Regions from separate parts of the Sus scrofa genome. Here region 2 is linked to region 1. The links are chromatin contacts, called in public promoter capture Hi-C maps. All regions are on one chromosome and are shown on one strand. Each heading gives the region's core, a stretch centred on a gene start, on an enhancer-like site or on the middle of the called end of the contact. The rest is flanking DNA. Distances are from core to core; before and after follow the strand shown. Region 1 holds the start of LY6G5C (lymphocyte antigen 6 complex locus protein G5c). Region 2 holds the start of STK19 (serine/threonine kinase 19).

Region 1 (4,944 bases), core at 753-3,252:
CCGTTCTCTCCTACCTCCCCATCTCAGAAAACCATAAAATCACCAATTCTTTACAACCATCCGGCTTAGGAGTTCCCACTGTGGCTCAGGGTAACGAACCTAACTAGTATCCGTGCAGACGTGGGTTCCATCCCTGGCCTCACTCAGTGGGTTAAGGATCTGGTGTTGCTGTGAGCTGCAGTATAGATTGCAGACATGGTTTGGGTCCAGCATGGCTGTGGCTGTGGTGTAGGCAGCAGCTGTAGCTCCTATTTGACCCTAGCCTGGGAACCTCCATATGCCACACCTGCGGCCCTGAAAAGAACAACAACAAAAAAATATGGCTTAACCTTTCATCAAAAGCTTTAGTTCTTATTTTAAAAAATCTCCGTTCTCTGCTCTTACACCTCCTGAAATGAGAAATTAATTAATTAATTAAACATTTATTTGAGGGACTAATGTGTCTACCAGCACTCTGTAAGTCTCTAAGTTCAAAGTTTAGGCCAAGGCAGCCTATTCCAAGTTTTGGCAGCCTTGTTAGGACAGTTCTTCCTCTGTGACTTGGTTTCATGGTCCCCCACCCCAGACAGTCTTTTGAATATGCTTTCTTTTCTTTTTTCTTTCATTTTTGGCTGCATCCATGGTATATGGAAGTTCCCAGGCTAGGGATTGACTCTGAACCACAGTTGCAGCAATGCTGGATAATTAACCTACTGTACCATAGTGGGAACTCCTGGAATATGCTTTCTTCATCTGTAATTAGCAGAAGTGAAAACATAAGAGTGCATCAGCACAAGACATGTAGACAGAGACTTCGAGTAGCCCAAAGCCATATTCTTTGAGGGGGTCCCACTGAACAGATTCTTTTTTTTTTTTTTTTTTTTTTTGTCTTTTTGCCTTTTCTAGGGCCGCACCAGCGGCATATGGAGGTTCCCAGGCTAGGGGTCTAATTGGAGCTGTGGCTGCTGGCCTACACCACAGCCACAGCCACAGCCACAGAAACGCTGGATCCGAGCCGCAACCTACACCACAGCTCACGGCAACGCTGGATCCTTAACCCACTGAGCAAAGCCAGGGACCGAATCTGCAACCTCATGGTTCCTAGTTGGATTCGTTGACCACTGAGCCACGACGGGAACTCTTGAACAGATTCATTTTTAATTTTGTTCACCTAAGCCCTTCACAAACACATGCCTGTTCATCTCCCTCCTCCTCCGGTCCCAGGCCCAGACCACTCGTTAACGTGTCCCCAGCAGAACCCTTGGTGTGAGGCTGATGATGAGCCAACACTTTGAATCTTGTTTCTGTGTAGATGGTGATTTGCAGCCAAGCGAGTTATCAGGCTGGATTCATCCTTGTTCTACGCTGGATCCTGGGGCTGTCATCTGGCGTGTTCCCCCAACCCTCCCTCTTCTGTATTGCCCTCGGATTCAAAGAGGTTCTCTTTAATATCTCCACTCAGGTGACTGCTATTAAGTGAGAAAACCCTCCAGTAATCACCTGAAATCTCTCTCAGAGTGAACATCAGCCCGTTATCAGTCCCCAGTCATTATCCCACCAAGCCCACCCACCCCATCTTTCCTCCTGCCTGGTTTACCTGAATGCCCTTGGCACATGTACCCAGACATCTGGTGTCTGTGGGTTTCTCTATCCAGCAGGCTAGGAGATCCTTCTGACCCCTTAGAGACACTTACCAAACACCAAGCTCATCATGACCTGCATTATTAAGAGGGCCAGGGCTTGGTGGAAGCCCATATTCCAGCTACTTGCAGGGCCTGCCATAAAATGCATGACTGCCCACCAGCCTCCAGTTTGGCCTTATATTGATGGAAGAGAAGTTGACCAAGAGGAAAGGGAGAGGCAACATCCTTTTGGGGCGGAATTCAGAGCTAGAACAGCCGGAGGGACAGAGTGTCCTCACCCACAGCCATTCTGGGGCCTAACATCCTGGCATGGGGACAAGGACCCAACAAAAAGAATGAGAAAAGAAACGTATTTCAGGAGTTCCCATCGTGGCAAAAAGAAAGGAAAGAAAGAGGAGTTCCCATCGTGGCGCAGTGGTTAACAAATCCAACTAGGAACCATGAGGTTGCGGGTTCGGTCCCTGCCCTTGCTCAGTGGGTTAAGGATCCGGCGTTGCCATGAGCTGTGGTGTAGTTTGCAGATGCGGCTCGGATCCCGCGTTGCTGTGGCTGTGGTGGTGTAGGCCGGTGGCTACAGCTCCAATTGGACCCCTAGCCTGGGAATCTCCATATGCCGCGGGAGTGGCCCAAAGAAATAGCAAAAAGACAAAAAAAAAAAAACAAAAAAAAAAACAAAAAAAAAAGAAGAAACGCATTTCGTATGAATTTAACAGACATTCATTGAATCACTGCATCAGATGTTGGGGATACAATATTGCACAAAGCCCCTATCGTCACGGAGCACACAGTTTAGTGCAGAAGACAAGTCAACAGACAGTGACGGGAGATGGGGGAGGAGGAAGCACCTGAGCTGTGGCTACTACAAACCAAAAGGATTTCAGCAGAGGAGTAACAGGTTCAGATTTCTGTTTGTAGATTTCTGAGGCCGGGAAACCAGTTAGGAAGCTATTCCCAAGTCCAGTCACAAGATGGCAGCCTGGTCTAACAGAAGAGAGGGAAGTTGAGCGGTGCAGGAATCTGAGCTACGTTTCCCAGGAAGACGGGACAGATTCAGACTGCTTGTGAGGTGAGGGAAGGGAGATAGGCTTTGCGAAAGGGAGTGATTGTGATACCATTTTCCAAAATGGGAAAGATGTGTCAGAAATCCAAAAGCGAGGACACCTGAGTCTCCAGGGACCGTATTAGCCCACTACGCCCTGTGGGTTCTGGGAAGCCAGAGCCTTTCCCTATGCCCCCGCTTTTCCGGGCCCGCCTCAGCTCAGCTGCAGGTCATTGGGTCCGATCTCCGGCGCCCACAGGCTCCGGCGCTGTGCGCTCGCTCTCCACGCCTGGCTGCACTTCAGAGTTTTTGGGAGGACGCGAGGGCGGCCGCCCGCCCAAGCTCAGCTCTTGGCCAGGCACTTGGGAAGAAACCCGGGCGTCCGGCCCCCGCTGCCACCCAGAGCACTGCACGGCTTCCCCGGAAGGTGGCACTATGGCGCCAACGTCCCTCCCAGTCCAGGATTCCGGAGACCTCACAGCAACCAATGAGCTGCCGCGGACGGGCTCCAGGCGCCCCATCCGTTTCTTCCGTCGGGGGCCTGCTGGCCCGACTCGCCTGCCCCGCGGGCGTCTCACCAGGTCAGTCTCCCTCTGGTGAGTGAGACCCACCCAGATTTTTACTTTAAGGGTCAGTAGGTCAGGGGAGGTCCCTGGCTCCCAGGAACGCGCCCCCCACCTGCCCCAGTTTCCGGTCTGGAGGTTTGGGGCGGGGTCTGGCGAGGTTTTCCTGCTAAAGTGCCAGACTCTCCGAGAATCTTTTTTCTGGTCTCGGGGTGCTGCGGTGGAAGATGGCAAGAAACGGACGGAGACACATGCCTAGTAAAACAGACGTGAACGAAGAAATACAGGAGGAAAACGTACGCCACTGCGCACGCCCCGAGAGCCTTGGGATGATAAAATAAGAGAATTATTGGAGAGAAAAGTCAGGGTAATGGAGAACTGGGGAGGAGCACCCGGCACCTACATAAATGTTTGCTGAGTGGGTGACAGAGTGATAGAAGAAAAGAAAAACAGCGGAGGCTGCTCTTGAGGCAAAGAGAGCAAAGAAAAGGCGGAACGGAATTTCACAGCGCTCTCTCTCTCTCTCTCTCTCTCATGTAACCGCCACGAAAAGGCTAAGGGGGTTATGGGTGGCTGAGGCTGGGCCTCCTGGTAGGGATCTCCCTGAGAAGTCTGGGAGGACTTGCAGTGGAGTTACAGCGACAGTGGGCCCAGACGGTAGCAGGAGGAAAGAGGCAAGTGGTTATTTTGGGGCTGCCCTACTTTAGAGGGGGCGTGGCCTTCGGGTCCTTAGTCCCGCCGCCCTTGTTCGTTTCGCTCCTCCCCTGTCCACGCCGCTGGGCGCGGCAGGTGCTCGGGGAGAGGTTCCAGAGTTTGTTGCCGGGGTAACGGGCCTGGCGGAGGCTTTCGGGGTGTGCCGGGGGGTGGGGGCATTGCAATAGTCGCCTTGGTGACAACAGCGGCTGACTAAATCCTTGCCGGGGAGGATTCGTATCCCCAGGGACAAGGGATGCCTGGGGGTTAAGGAGCCAAAAGACGAAACAAAGGAGGTCGGGCCTGAGGACCCAGCGCCACAATTCGGTGAAAGGATCTCGGGCCAACAAGGGGCGGGAACTAATAGATCGTGGCGAAAATCTGGAGAGGAGCTAGAGAGAGGATTTTTAATTCGAATATAAATGAATGAAACCATGAATGACTGAGTTCCCGAGGGAGCTGGGAAAGCTTGGTGGTTGATGGATGGATAGTTAGGGACCTGGCTATCTCGGACACCTGGACCCCCTCACTTTCTGGAGCCCTCCGCCCTCCGGGCCCCCCTTTACTTGTGACAGCTGTGCAGGAAACAAATGCCCCTCCCAGGAAGCAGAGCCAACCCTCAACCTAAACACACGGCTCAGAGCCTAGTCCAGAACCTCACCCTGGGAGCAGGGCAGAGTGGAGCCTGGGCCAAAGAGGGTAAGATAAAGGATGGTTTCCTGTCCGATTGCTAGCTCTCCTTTTCCCCAGCCTCTGGCCCCTCTCCCATTTGGCTCAGCAACTCTGGGATGCCTGGGTGTTCCGGCCTCACCTGGCCCCCAGTACAGCAAGATCCAGAGCCCCAGCAGATGCGGGGTCTGCACCTCAGCTGGTCTTCCCCTGAGACCCCTAGAACCCTGCTAAATAAGGTAGGAGTGGGCATCGGCCCATACTGGGCTGAGGGGTGCTGAAAACAAACACAGCTGCTGTGAGCCTTTTCAGGTGGGGAGTAATCTGAGGGTGTAGACTGAGGCCCCTTGGGTGGGTG
Region 2 (4,944 bases), core at 713-3,212, 260 kb after region 1:
CCTCTGGGGTACGGAAGCCAGCAACGACATTTGGGACCCCCAGGAGGAACGACTGAGCCCACCATTTCAGGAGCTTGTGTCTGTCAGGAAAGGCAGGGGGCCAGTGAGACCCCCTCCTCCAGCCTCATCCTCTTCGCCCAAGTCCCTTTGCTAGAGGTCAATTCTAGGTTCTTGTCCTGCCCACCCCCATCCTGAACCTGTAGAAGCTCTTCCATTGGCCAGGGCTGTGCATCTCCTTGGAGGTCTTGAGCTCCACATAGCAGGCTGGGGGCTGTGTGGATGGAGCCTGGGGGTCTGTGCAATCTACCTCTCCGGAGAAGAGCAGAGGGTGGTTTCCCAGGCGGCTGCGTAGCACAGAGCAGAAGGCCACGTTGGTGTTAACCTCCCCAGAAGGATCTGGGGAGCCTCCAGGTTTGTCTGCACAAGGAGAGAAACAGCAGCAGGGCTGGGGGCTCTCAATCTCTGGGGAAGGGGGAGGGGGCTACGGCACCAGGGCAACTCTCACCTGCACACATGTACTGCTCGAACTTGTACCCCATGTACATAAGCTCCCGGAGGAGGGGTGGCCGGTTAAGCCTCTGAACCCGGGCAGCTGGTGTCTCTACTTCACTCAGGTACAGCGTCCCCTGGAACCGGGAGGCTGCCAGCTGCCAGCCTTCCTGCCGCTCATATGGTGTCGTCAGTAACTTTGTCAGGTGCCCCCGCCACGTCACTGTGGCCCCTGCCAGCCAGCTGGGACCCCTGAGAGGGAGGGATTAGGGGCTGAAGATCTGACGCAAGCATTCGCGCTATGGTGCCCCCAAAGAATAGCTTAAGGACTGGCCTCTCTCCAGCTTGGGCTCTCCCAATTTCAGAGGGCAGGTGCAGGTCTCTAGAGCTACTTGTGTGCCATGCTTTGCTCACCCCTCCAGCTGGCCTCGGTGCTCCAGGAGCCAGCGCAGCAGGTGGTCCAGTCTCTCTTGGACCTCTTCATCCCGGGTCTGGTATCGATCAGGGTATCCATCTCTGAGGTCAAAGTTGGGGCTCTGACCGTTGGTGGGAGGTGGACTGTAGTAGCGCAAGGCTCGAGCATCTCCATGGTACTGGCGTTGTGTATCCAGGGAGAAGCAGCCCAGTTCAGAAGGGCGCCGGTAGAAAGGAAAGGGCCCAGAGTAGAGGGCAGGGTCTGTGGGCAGTGAGGGTGCTGGGCGAGGGAGTTTGTTGCAGGGCTCAGCTACTCTTATCTTTGCAGCTCCTCTCTTGGTCCCTCTGGGCTCCATGCAGACCTGAGAGAGGGTGGGGAAGTTCCCTTTTTAAAGAGGAGGGCTGGAAAAGGAGGATTTCAGGTCAGGACTAAGCAAGCTTACTGATGGCCAGGCTCTGGCCTTGAAAAGTGCAGGCCCCATGTCCTCAAATACGGCCACCACCAGGTGCACATTTCACCTTTCCCCTTGACTTACACCCCTATCCCCAGGTCCTCCAAGCCCAGAGAGGTTAGGAAGTACCTTTGGCCTCGTATCTGGCTGGTTATGTCAGGTCTCACCAACATCGACTTACACCTTCGCAGAGCTATGACGTCATGGCAGGTACATCAGAAGTCGAAGAGGGATGCAAAAATGGTCTTCCCGGCTCTCGATGACGCAATTTATTCAGCGACAGTGGCGGGCAAACCCCTCTGGGATGGGGGCCTGTGTGCTGGACAGCAGGAGGCAGATCACAACGTGGCCACCGGTACCCCTCCCGCACTGCCCTGGCGTCCCCGGAAGTGGGCGCTCTCGGAGGAAGCCAATCAGCAGCGGACGTGGGGCCTCGGCCAATGCAGTTGGTGCCGGTATCCGCATTGGCACTGCCCCTCCCAGCCCGAGGGATGACAGGTTGACGGCTCTTTCGTCACCACGTCGTCCTGTAACACTGGGCTGACTGGCCTCCAAGGAGGGACGCTCTACGTCACTGCTCTGCGCCGGAAGACTTTTCGTGTTCTTCTCCTTCAGCATCTACCTCTTCCCCGGCACCTTAAGATCCCGGGATATGAGCCGGAAGAGGCATCGCCTGGTCCCAGAGACCCTTGGACTGAAGAGACCGCGAGAAAGACGGGATGTAGAGGCAGATCCTTTGCGCGGCGAGTCAGGTAACCATGGCAACCCCAGGGCGAGACTAGGGACTTCAGCTGGGAGCGGCCTCGCCTCTGGTAACCCTGTGTGGTGGGACCCAGCGTACATCCGCTCCCCCGCCCCGGTCCCAGTTAACGTCTCAGTGACCAGGTCTTTCCGCCCAGGATCTGCGCGCGCGGCAGTCGCGGAGCTAGTGCGGCTGTTCCCGCGAGTCCTGTTTGAGGATGCGCTACCGCCCATCGTGCTGAGGAACCAGGTGTACAGTCTCGTGCCGGACCGGACGGTGGCTGACCGGCAGCTGGTGAGGGGCGTCAGAGCGACCGACGGAGGGCGCTTCCCTGCCTCGCGGGCACTTCCGAGGTTCCCCATCATTCAGTTCGCCCACCACCTATTCTGCCTTTCAGCAAGCATTGGGTCTTTCTGGGCCAAGCATTGTGCCAGCCAGGGAGGAGGCTACAGAGCCTCAGGCAACAGAGAGCATGCCAAATCATGAGTGTGGAAGAGTGAAGCTTTGGGAGAGACTGAGTCACCGGGCATGGTTCGAACCTACAGCGCTGAGAATGCAGGCAGACATTAGATTAGGACAGGCTTTGTACATCAGTGTCGTTTCGGTCTTACATTGAAAGCGGTGATCTGGCGGGGACTGTTAAATAGGAGAGAGAAGGGTGTGTTGCATGGATTGGAGGGAGTAGGCGAGGTAGGGAGATCGATTGGAAAGATATTTACATCTGAGAACTGGTGAAGGCCTAAATTAGGGTGAGGATGGGTGAGGAATGTGGAGAGCGGGAAGAAGAAGGAAAAACTCTTCGATTTTCTGGATGGCCGAGTGGTTGGTGGAGCAAAGGGACTAGGAGAACATTGGTGGCAGATGATGTCTTTAATTGCGTACAGGTTGAGTGGAGGTACTTGTGGAACATCCAGATGCAAATGTGCGGCAGACAGTTGGATGAGGGTTTGGAGAGAGTTCTGGGCCACTAATGCAGAATTGGAAGTCATGGAGATGTGCGCAGTGGTTCAGTCTGTAGAAGTGGGTGAAAATGGCAGGAAGAGGGAGGAGAGGAGTGGTTTGTAACCTTTTTACAAACTTTAGAAGATAATAAGAGCTATGTCTCTCTCTCCAGAAAAATGCATATACATTACATATATATAAGGTATATAGACAGTTTTGGAGGGGAGAGAGTTTCACAGATCCTCTGCAGCCCAAAGTTAAGGACCCCAGGTTTGCAATGAAAGATAATAGAGCCAAATCCCCAATGCTGGGAGGAACCAACCCTTAAGGCAGTGGTTCCCGAGGTATGTCCTGAGTTCTGCCTGACCCTGAAAATTACCTGGCCTCTTTATTCAAAAATACAGGTTCCTGGAACTCACTCAATGATAATGAATTAAGATTTCTTGGGGTAGAACCTGGGAATCTACTTTTTTTTTTTTAGGGCTGCACCTGCAGCATATGGAAATTCCTGGGCTAGGGGTCAAATCGGAGCTGCAGCTGCTGGCCTACACCACAGCCACAGAAATGCTGCATCTGAACCTTGTCTGCAACCTACACTGCAGCTCACAGCAATGCCGGATTCTTAACCCACTGAGTGAGCCCAGGGATCTAACCCCCATCCTTATGGATACTAGTTGGGTTTGTAACCTGCTGAGCCATGACAGGAATTCCGGAATCTACATTTTTAAGCTACTGCCCCAAGTGATTCTTTTTTATTGTGGAAGTGCCAGGCCAGGGAGTGAACCCTCGCCACGGCAGTGACCTGGACCAAGGCAGTGACAATGCCAGATCCTGAAACCCACTGCACCACAGGAGAATGCCCCAATTGATTCTTAATGTGCCTTAAAATTTGAAATCCACTGTTGCAAGAGGAAAGCAGCGGAAGAGGAGTCTGTGAAAGAGGTTGAGAAGGAATTGCCAGAGTTAGGAAGAACCCACGAAAAGGCCTTTTGAGAAAGTAGAGATTTTCAAGAAGGTGGAGTAGTTGGTCGTGTTAGAACCTGTGATTCCAGGCAGTGGTCTTCGAAGAGGTCAAGTGAAATGATATGCACATGGATTTAGCGGTTGGGAGGTTAGCATACACTCTCTCAGGAAGAAAAGGAGGGAGAGAAGGAAGATGGAGACTAGCTCCAGTCTCTTAAGAAAGGGACCCACACCCACTCCTTAGAGCATTGTTGTTTTTAACCTACTGGTGTTAGCTTGATTTTAGAAGAGCTTTTAAAATTGCACAAAACAATATAGAAACACACAATTTAAAGAATGTTTATAATGCACATGCCCACTTAACTGTGACCCAGGTCAGATTGTCACACACAGCCAAAGCCCACGTATATTGCTCTGTCCCTGGCAGGTCACATGCTTGGCTGGTATGATAGTCATTACCTCGGTTTTCTTTCTACCATCTACGTGTTTATCCATTAACAACATATTTTAGTTTTGCTCACTTTTAAACTTGATTCAAACAGAACTATACCATGTGTTTTTGTTTATATCTTATTTCATTAGATGAATTTTTTTTTTTTTTTTTTTGTCTTTTTGCTGTTTCTTTGGACCACTCCACGGCATATGGAGGTTCCCAGGCTAGGGGTCGAATCGGAGCTGTAGCCACTGGCCTGCGCCAGAGCCACAGCAACGCAGGATCTGAGCTGCGTCTGCAACCTACACCTACATGGCAATGCCGGATTGTTAACCCACTGAGCAAGGGCAGGAACCGAACCTACAACCTCATGGTTCCTAGTTGGATTCGTTAACCACTGCGCCACGACGGGAACTCCCTAGATGAATATTTTTGAGATTTATCCAAGTTGTTACATGTAGCTATAGTTAGTTAATTCATTTTCATAGATTTGCATTTTATGAATATAT

The links. Promoter capture Hi-C pulls out the DNA fragments that hold promoters and counts their contacts.
Region 2: a promoter capture Hi-C map of fetal liver shows a contact between it and region 1, with 2.6 times the contacts expected there. The contact joins the promoter of STK19 here to the promoter of LY6G5C in region 1. A contact is called at or near these places in 3 of 5 promoter capture datasets (fetal liver and liver), 2 of 47 Hi-C or Micro-C datasets (epiblast stem cells and skeletal muscle) and 1 of 2 datasets of contacts at active chromatin or transcription factors (alveolar macrophages).

The regions. Positions count from the first base shown.
Region 1 is chr7:23,793,965-23,798,908 of Sscrofa11.1, forward strand. LY6G5C (lymphocyte antigen 6 complex locus protein G5c) reads right to left here and starts at 2,003. Exons shown (of 3, transcript XM_003128309.4): 1 at 1,674-2,003. The coding sequence starts at 1,770.
Region 2 is chr7:24,058,264-24,063,207 of Sscrofa11.1, forward strand. STK19 (serine/threonine kinase 19) reads left to right here and starts at 1,963. Exons shown (of 7, transcript NM_001128450.1): 1 at 1,963-2,107; 2 at 2,255-2,391. The coding sequence starts at 2,008. DXO (decapping exoribonuclease) reads right to left here and starts at 1,724. Exons shown (of 7, transcript NM_001101826.1): 1 at 1,537-1,724; 2 at 904-1,265; 3 at 506-741; 4 at 198-417; 5 at 1-80. The coding sequence starts at 1,259.